3 separate regions of the Mus musculus genome follow, and all the other regions are linked to region 1. The links are chromatin contacts, called in public promoter capture Hi-C maps. All regions are on one chromosome and are shown on one strand. The core of a region is the stretch at or near the end of the contact, and the rest is flanking DNA. Distances in the headings are between cores, read along the strand shown. Region 1 holds the start of Rbm46 (RNA binding motif protein 46). Region 2 holds the start of Asic5 (acid-sensing (proton-gated) ion channel family member 5). Region 3 holds the start of Gucy1a1 (guanylate cyclase 1, soluble, alpha 1).

Evidence for each region. Promoter capture Hi-C pulls out the DNA fragments that hold promoters and counts their contacts.
Region 2: a contact with region 1 is called in a promoter capture Hi-C map of second pharyngeal arch cranial neural crest. The contact joins the promoter of Asic5 here to the promoter of Rbm46 in region 1. A contact is called at or near these places in 13 of 39 promoter capture datasets (the 3T3-L1 cell line, the HPC-7 cell line, cranial neural crest and 8 more) and 3 of 484 Hi-C or Micro-C datasets (the HPC-7 cell line, cerebellar granule neurons and myocytes).
Region 3: a promoter capture Hi-C map of embryonic stem cells shows a contact between it and region 1, with 4 times the contacts expected there. The contact joins the promoter of Gucy1a1 here to the promoter of Rbm46 in region 1. A contact is called at or near these places in 12 of 39 promoter capture datasets (the 3T3-L1 cell line, 3T3-L1-derived adipocytes, HPC-7-derived erythroid cells and 6 more) and 1 of 115 datasets of contacts at active chromatin or transcription factors (astrocytes).

What each region holds. Positions count from the first base shown.
Region 1 is chr3:82,875,175-82,877,754 of GRCm38.p6, reverse strand. It overlaps Rbm46 (RNA binding motif protein 46), which reads left to right and starts at 1,272. Exons shown (of 6, transcript NM_001277170.1): 1 at 1,272-1,447. Rbm46os (RNA binding motif protein 46, opposite strand) reads right to left here and starts at 1,050. Exons shown (of 4, transcript NR_040382.1): 1 at 997-1,050.
Region 2 is chr3:81,995,623-81,998,202 of GRCm38.p6, reverse strand. Asic5 (acid-sensing (proton-gated) ion channel family member 5) reads right to left here and starts at 1,281. Exons shown (of 10, transcript NM_021370.2): 1 at 1,213-1,281. The coding sequence starts at 1,252.
Region 3 is chr3:82,144,660-82,147,239 of GRCm38.p6, reverse strand. Gucy1a1 (guanylate cyclase 1, soluble, alpha 1) reads left to right here and starts at 1,294. Exons shown (of 9, transcript NM_021896.6): 1 at 1,294-1,568. Gm29921 (a long non-coding RNA gene) reads left to right here. Exons shown (of 9, transcript XR_867373.2): 8 at 472-592; 9 at 691-842.

The sequences.
Region 1 (2,580 bases), core at 23-2,522:
GTTTTGGTTGCAGAAGGCATAAATCTTTTATAGCAGTCAATGAAAAATACATCTGCTAATAAAATTTGCTCAGTTTCTTTAAGACTTTGAGGGAGAGGATGTACCCTGTAACTTGAGTCTTTAACATTGTCTTTCTAAAGCAAGTTTCTAAGGCCTCACTCTAATGACCTTTATGAAACTCTTGTTCACTTGGTTTCCTTTATACTGGGGATGGGGTGTGAAAAGAGAACACACTGGAAATGTTAAGTAGTCCTCCAGGCTACCTCCAAGACCTCATTCACACCTCACAATAAAATATCGCCACCTACTGGCTTCTACAGGCTCCTACAACGACGCTTAAAATCAGCTAGTCTGTAAAATCAAGTCTGTAAAATTCAGACATGAAAATGAATGTGAAGAACCTTTCTTTCCTGGACAAAACAAAACAAACGAACAATGTTTAACAAACCTTCCTCTTGTAGTTTTTGAGGTTAAAAAAATCTTTAAAAACAAAGCCAAACTAGTGTATTAGATGTGGCTCAGGCTTTCAACTTGTTTGGAAAATACTGTGCAGAGCAGAGTTTAGGAATAACTGCTTTCCGAGTTACCAACGCCTCCCAGGTATTGTGCATAGCGTTCTCCTTGGGGGGCACCTTTTGGGATAGTAACATATCACAAGCCGCTTGATGCACACGTTGTGTAAACGCCCACAGCTCTCTTGAGTCGGTTTCCCTGTCTGTAAAACATGCTATAACTTAGTTTTAAAAACCCTGTGAGAACGGACGAAGATGCCCTGGAACTGCTTTTGGCACGTAGAAACATAAAAGGGCTAAAACTCTGTTAACGTTATTTACGATCCCAGTCTCATCATATCTGTTTTAAGGGGAATCAGAAATTAAGGGGCCACCCCTCCCATCCTCATTTACAAAAGTCCCCATGACTGTTTTGCACCCAACAAGGCGTTCAATCAAGATTTGCAAACTTCATCCAGCCAGACAAAGAACTTTCTCAACCTACCTACATCTCCCTTAAGGGAAGCACTGCAAGTTCACTTTGTAACTTTTGTTTAGTAACGCCTTCAAGTCTTCCACGCGCCAAACTTCACTCGCCCAGACTGGCTTTTCTCCTCCTGATTGGCCAGCGAGCGTGCCACTCCAAGTCCCTTTCGCCTGTCGCAAGTGCCTCCTCCGGCCTCAAGCCTCAGTCCCGCCTCCTCGCCCCCACCGGCGGCCGCTGATTGGTCGAGGTGGGGCCACTCCACGTGAGGCACGCTAGGCTGAGGCGAAGAGCCCGTGGCCCCGAGGCGCGAGGACAGCACGAGCGCCACTGGCCACGCCCTGCCCCGTCCGGCCCCGCGGCGACTCCTCTGACCACCGCTTCCGCCCGCAGCGCCGATCCGAAGCTCTGGCGGCGGTTTGTGCTCGTTGGTCCAGGGATTTTTAGGTCTGGCCTCTGAAGACCCGACGGGGTGAGGCGGGAATGGGAGCTGCGGGGGTGACCGGCAAACCGCTGCCAACGGCCGCAGTCGGGGGTGCCCTCGTGCGGGGTCCGGGGCGCCACCGTCGGGCGGTGTCCGCGGGCTGGCCTGCGCGGCCGCCCCGTCGACAGCGGCTCCGGGGTCTCGGGCTCCCTGCGCGGCCGCCCCGTCGACAGCGGCTCTCGGGTCTCGGGCTCCCTGCGCGGCTGCCCAGTCGGCAGAAGCTCCGGGACCTCGGGGTCCTGGCCGCTGCTTCCCGACCTCGCTGGCCTCCCGTCGCCGTTGTGTCCGCTCGCCGCGCCGCCCAGAGTTCCTAGCGGGGGCCGGGCCTCGAACTTTCCGCCGCCCCGACTGGGAAGCGGCCGGGCTGCCTAGGGGATCTGCGTGAGTGGTTGTCGGGAGCCAACTGCCCGACGGGCCGGATAACACTCTTAGTGCAGCCTGGGGTGAGGGAGGACCACGGAGCCGGTCCAGGGGCCCGGTGGATGCTGGTGGACTGGCTTCCTGGTGAATTTATGAGAAGGGGACCCCAGGGGACTCAGAAAAAGCACCTCATTTAGCCTTCTAGAATTAGGTTAAAACCAGGAAGCACTATAGGTAGCATCAAGGTGGTAACAGCCCATCATTTATGAATATGCATGTGGAAATAGGCTAATTTAAATAACTAGCAGTTTTCATTTCAAGGGATTAGGGCAATGAGATGCTTCAGAAACTTCCTTTGTAGTCATAAGAATCAACCTTAGCGCTGTGATAGGTAGATTTGTTTTTAAGTATACCTGTTTAAAATATTGTCTCAATCACTAACTGTGCCACTGAGGACATTCGGATCTTGTTAGCACTGTATTTGCCAAATAACCAACTAATGCCTTATTTCCTGCGTGTGGCCATGTTTTAAGTGCTAATTTTCATATAAGAGTCTTGGACTTTAAAATATTAATGCCAAAATTATAAAACAGCTCATGTAAGGTGCAAACATCCTTATAAAGTAAGAAATATTAAAACCAAGAATATATATTCAACTGTGTATGGGTGAAGTTACGCTTTAAGCGTTCAGTGGTATTGTTTTCATTGGTGGAAAACTTAAGAGGTACCAGAAGTTAAGAAAGGATTGCAAATAAGTAATT
Region 2 (2,580 bases), core at 32-2,531, 880 kb after region 1:
TCTGAAAGCCAATAAATTCTCACAATGAAGTTATTTGAATTTTAAATCCTTGTTTTAATTCAATAAATATCATTTTGTCAATAATGCAGTATTAACATTCTTCCAAAAAAGCTCCAATATTTTCTCATCATTAAGTTTAGTTTAATAGCTTACTAGTTTCCAATCAATATTTTTTTTTCAGTTTGGAAAAGCTAATGATATAAAATGCATTTTCTAAAGTTTCCCATTTCGTGCAATGTACATGAGCATCCACAAATACTGTTACACTCTTAAAGATATTACAAACTATATTATCATGTTTATATCATTCTGACGTTCTGGAATTGTGCTATCGTCTATAATAGCATTACTTAATGTTTCTTTTAGTATCAGGTTAATCAGCACATATTTAAAAAAAACTGTCAAAGCTTCAGATAAAATCAGAAGGCTGAAAAAAAAAACAATATTACTTAACAAAATAAGCTTAACTGTGACCTATTCTTATTCCTTAACCATTGCTTGGACGCATTTGTGAAGGCTTTACCCTGATTAAAGAAACAGCCCAGTCCCTAGCAACTCTCACCTTTCCTACTGAGGGGACATGGGCTATTAGTGAGAAGAGTAATCTAGGAATAAGTCCCTGGCCAGACACAGTGCAGCTGGCTGCAAACACTACCCAAATAATACATTTCAGATGTCAACTCTTTAAATTAAGATAGAAACATTGCCAGTTGTGTTAACCTTACTGAAGCATTTCCTACTATTTGTTAGAAACATAGTGGTTTTTTTTTTTCCTTTTGAGTATTTCAAATTGAGAACCTACAGAGTGATATATGCCTGTCAGGAAGCCCAAAATGGGCAGTGCAGACCACCAATCCACACAACTGAGGCTTTGAACTTCCCTCATAGAAGTACATTTCATCAGGTGGATAAACAAAAAGTTTCATTAAAAAGGTTGGTCATTATAGAAACGTTAGGAAAGCAAGCATACTGTGTAGAAACAAAGAAACAACAAAAGTCGATTTTAACATATAGTAATATTTTTGTAGTATTTTGAGTCCTCATAAGTTATTCTTTTGCTACTAAAACTGTATTATTCATTTTAAAACTCATATTTGTTACTGTGAACATAATAATGAGAATAGAGTTTTCCAAGGATGAAGCCTACCCCCTGCTCTCTGCTTATTTCCGGTATTTAGGAATGGCGGATGTTGCTGTTTAAGGATCTCCTACCTTTCTCCGCGTGCACTTGTGATTTCTCAGTATGTTCCATGTTTTGATCTCAGTGATCCGAAGTCCTCTGGTGCATCCAATTTTTTCAATAACAATATTCATTTTGTGCCTTTTATATAAAATACAGCACTTAAGGTTGTAAACTGTAGGGGCAATTTAAATATTTGTGTTGCTATGTTAAGCCTCATGAAGCACTTAATCTGTAAATCAAAAAACACGGACAGAACCAGCTATGGGCATTTACAGACTGGCAAGAGGCCATGATAGATTAAAACCCAGATAGCACAATTGAAACCCACTTTCTGAAAAAGAAAGGAGGAAAGAAACAAAGAAACAAAGAAAGAAGAAAAGCTGTGACCTCACAGTGGCCTCTGATCATACCAGTGGATACCCAGGTGACAGTCTCTTCACGTTTTGTTCAGCTTCATAGAAATCAAATTTTGATTGTGATTGTGTGTATGTGTGTGTGTGTTTGTGTGTGTGTGTGTGTGTGTGTGTGTGTGTGTGTTTGTGGACGTGAAGTATCGTTGTTTTGAAGTTTCTTTCATAAAAGAGATACAACTGTAACAAAGTGACCAGTGGAAATAGAAGAATAATGTTACAAAAGAAAAAAGATACTAACTAAAAAAGAAGCACTAATAAAATAATATAAATTTGCCAAATCACAAAGGCCACCTTTTTTATAGTAACACCTTTGAGAACTTACCATTAATATTATTAATAAACCCTGATATGCATCCATATGTATAAATGCTGCCATCTGTTGACCACACACAGTAATTACATGTTTCTCCGCTAGAGCCTGATGCCTTTGTCATGGTAATATTTCACAAGCATTTTTTCCCTTCAACATTGGACATCTATTGGGAAACTCCAATACCATAACTTGAAGCTGGGCTTACATGGTTTGGTTTTGTCAAGAAGTCACTCTTGCTTCTGCTCCTCCCTCCTAGTGACTGAATTAAATTTGAATTTCAACTTGTTTATGTAGTTACAATTCCCTCTCCATTTTTCCTCACTTTATTATTTGAAATCAAGACCAAGGATTCTTCTCACAGATATAACTTGTTCTTTTGTAAACCTGGCCTTTTCACTTTCTAAGATACTCAATTAAAATTAAACATAGATGCTCACACTTTCTTTCTCTGATGGTGATGCTATGTGGAATAAGCCTATGTGACAGAAGATAGACTTGTAAGCCCCTCTTCCCTGCCCCACCCCATTTCCCAGTAAACGTAAAGAAAGCTACAGAATCGCCTAATAAAGCCAATCCCGGGAGAACTGAGAGAATTCTGAGTCATCATTATCTCCCTTTATGCACTTGTAGCACCAACAGCAAAGGATGACTTATTAATGCAGACAAATAAT
Region 3 (2,580 bases), core at 45-2,544, 730 kb after region 1:
CCCTTATCTGCTCAGCACGTCCTATCTCAGAAGGGAAGGACCATGGGAAAGAGGGACATCAGTGTAGAAAGGTAGCTCAGGAGTCCTTACATGAACAGTACAGCAGAGACAGCACCCTGTGCCCTCTGCATCCTCCTGCACTCCACTCACCTTTACCTTCTACCCCATCTTATCTCCTGGCCACCACACCACCACCTTGCCACCTGCCTGTGGCCCTTTGTTCAGTCTCCTCTGCTACCAACAAGCAGTTCCTTCCACATATCCTCTTGCAAAACTGAAGGGCCCTTCAAGATCCCACACTGACACCATTATTTCAGAAACATTTTATCTGTCAGAGGGATGCCCCCCCCCCCACATGAATGTTTCTGTCATGTTTTATTTACTTTAAAACTGATAGGGCTGGCTGCTTTACATTATGAGTCCCTTTGTTTTTGTTTCCTTTTGGGCCTTACGTTCATGGTCTGAGAATAGATTTCACTTTTCCTGCTGAACTAAGAGAAGTTCATGAATTGCTCTGGGAGTAAGAGAAGCTTTGGAAATGACAAGAAAATAACAACAAAACCCAAAACAGAACCAGCAAAGGACCTACGAGGTTTGGTTCCATCTTAAGGCCAAAGTTTCCCTGGTTCCTGTAGCTGTCTTGGCATTTCTGGCTAATTCTGTTTCTGTCTACTCCCATCCATTCTTTAGGACAATTCTTATGGTTGTTTTCACTGGACAAAACGTTTCTCATATGAGTGGGGCCTCCTCAGTGAGACCAGAGTCGATGATGAGTCGAAAGTAGATATGTCAAGATAACTTTTTGTCTTAGACTTCTTGGACTTGGAGGATTAAAAAGACACCAGGAGTAAGTGTGTGTGTGTGTGTGTGTGTGTGTGTGTGCATTTTTGTGTGTACACATATGTGTGTATGAACAATGATTTAAAAATAAAAGAACAGTTATGCACACACACATGCATTAACAGCAAATAGGGCTGAGTGTAGTGAACCAAATAGAGGCAAGACCTTACTCAAAAAAAAAAAAATATTCTTGTGACCACAAAATTACCTTTGAAATGAGTAGAGTAGCCTCAAACCTAAAAGCCAGGCCACCAAAGCCACCCAAGGAGAAAGAAAGTTCCCCACCAGGTTTCAGATTCAGGAAACTACAGTGGTTCTGCACCAGCTTGTACTAGAGAAAATGTTTTTAGTTTTAATGTGCCAACTTTTCAACTTTTCTTAGAGTCTCTTTTTTTCTCTTCCTTGTCCCCTTCCCTGCTATGTGTGTGTGTGTGTGTGTGTGTGTGTGTGTGTGTGTGTGTGTGTGTGTGTGTGTGTGTGTCTGCCTTTGGTGGTTTGGAGGATGGCGACTGGGCGGGAGCAGACTCAGTTCTCTAGCTGAGCCTGGGAGAAGTGGGAGGGACTCAGAGCCGCGGGTTTCTCACACACCGCCTTCTAGGCAGCCCTCCTCCAGTGCCTGCCAGCCGGACCGGACCCCAAGGCGAAGAGCAGCAGTGCACAGCCTGGGGAGCCAGCGGAGCAAAGACACCTTTGGCCCGATGCCCCTGGCCTCCTGTGATCGCATCATGGTGGGTTCGCTCAGCTGTTTGCTTTTCTACTGTTTGGGGACTGGAGAAGGGGACGAGGCACGGTACTGAGACGTGGGAAGAAGTCCTGTGCGGCAGGGAAGAGACAGACTAGAATTCTTTGGGTCATGGCAGGGAAAAACAAAGGCGAGAAGTGACTACAGCACGGTGGGAACCAGCTCTGGGGGTGTTTCGTGGGTCCCTCCGCGCCACTAGCGCAGGTTAACCATGATGTGCTCTGTGTGGCCTTGAGTGCCCTGGGTGAACCCGCTCGGGACCGACAGGTGCGACTCCAGTGTCACCTCTCAGTCCATCACCAGCGCCACCGCCCTTCATCTGTGATCTAGTGCGGCTGTGCTCTGCTGGGTGGCAGCTCCAGGAGGTTGCGGTCCCCAGGTCTGGATATCACTAAGTAAGTGATAGCGGTGCCCTCGCTGGCCGGCCGGGACTCCCTGTGCATACAGCCCTCTACCAAGTCTTGGCTAAATCCTTTCCCACACCCTCCCCTGATCTCGTTCACCCCTGGGAAGCAAGATCACTGTTCCCACGCTGGGGAGAAGCGAGGAAGGGACTCCCGGGAGGGATAGCGGTCAGGGAGCAGCTATGGCTGAGCTCTGTGGTCCCGCAGTGGGAACGTGCGAGGCGTGGGCGACTGTCTCCCACGCAAGGCCGCCAGCCCTGGGCAGCTGGGTGGCATCCTTCACTCGGGAGCAATTCAAGGACGCCAGGACCTAAGAGTCCAGCTTGTGGCCCTCATGCGGGCTTTCCTCCGAGGATGGAGGAGCTGCTCAAAGCCCCAGAGTATACAAACTGCAAAGTTCCAGCCACTGCTGGGACCAGAGCAAAGTGTGCCTGCACAAAGGGTATGTGAGTGTGACTGCTTCTAAGCTGCTTTTCTCTTATTATTGACTGAGATGCATTGGAAGGTAATGGCCAGGCATCACAACATTCTCCCGGGCCTATCTGAGTTGACAGCCTGTCCTGGGTCCACAGTGTTATCTCTAAGTGAGTTTTG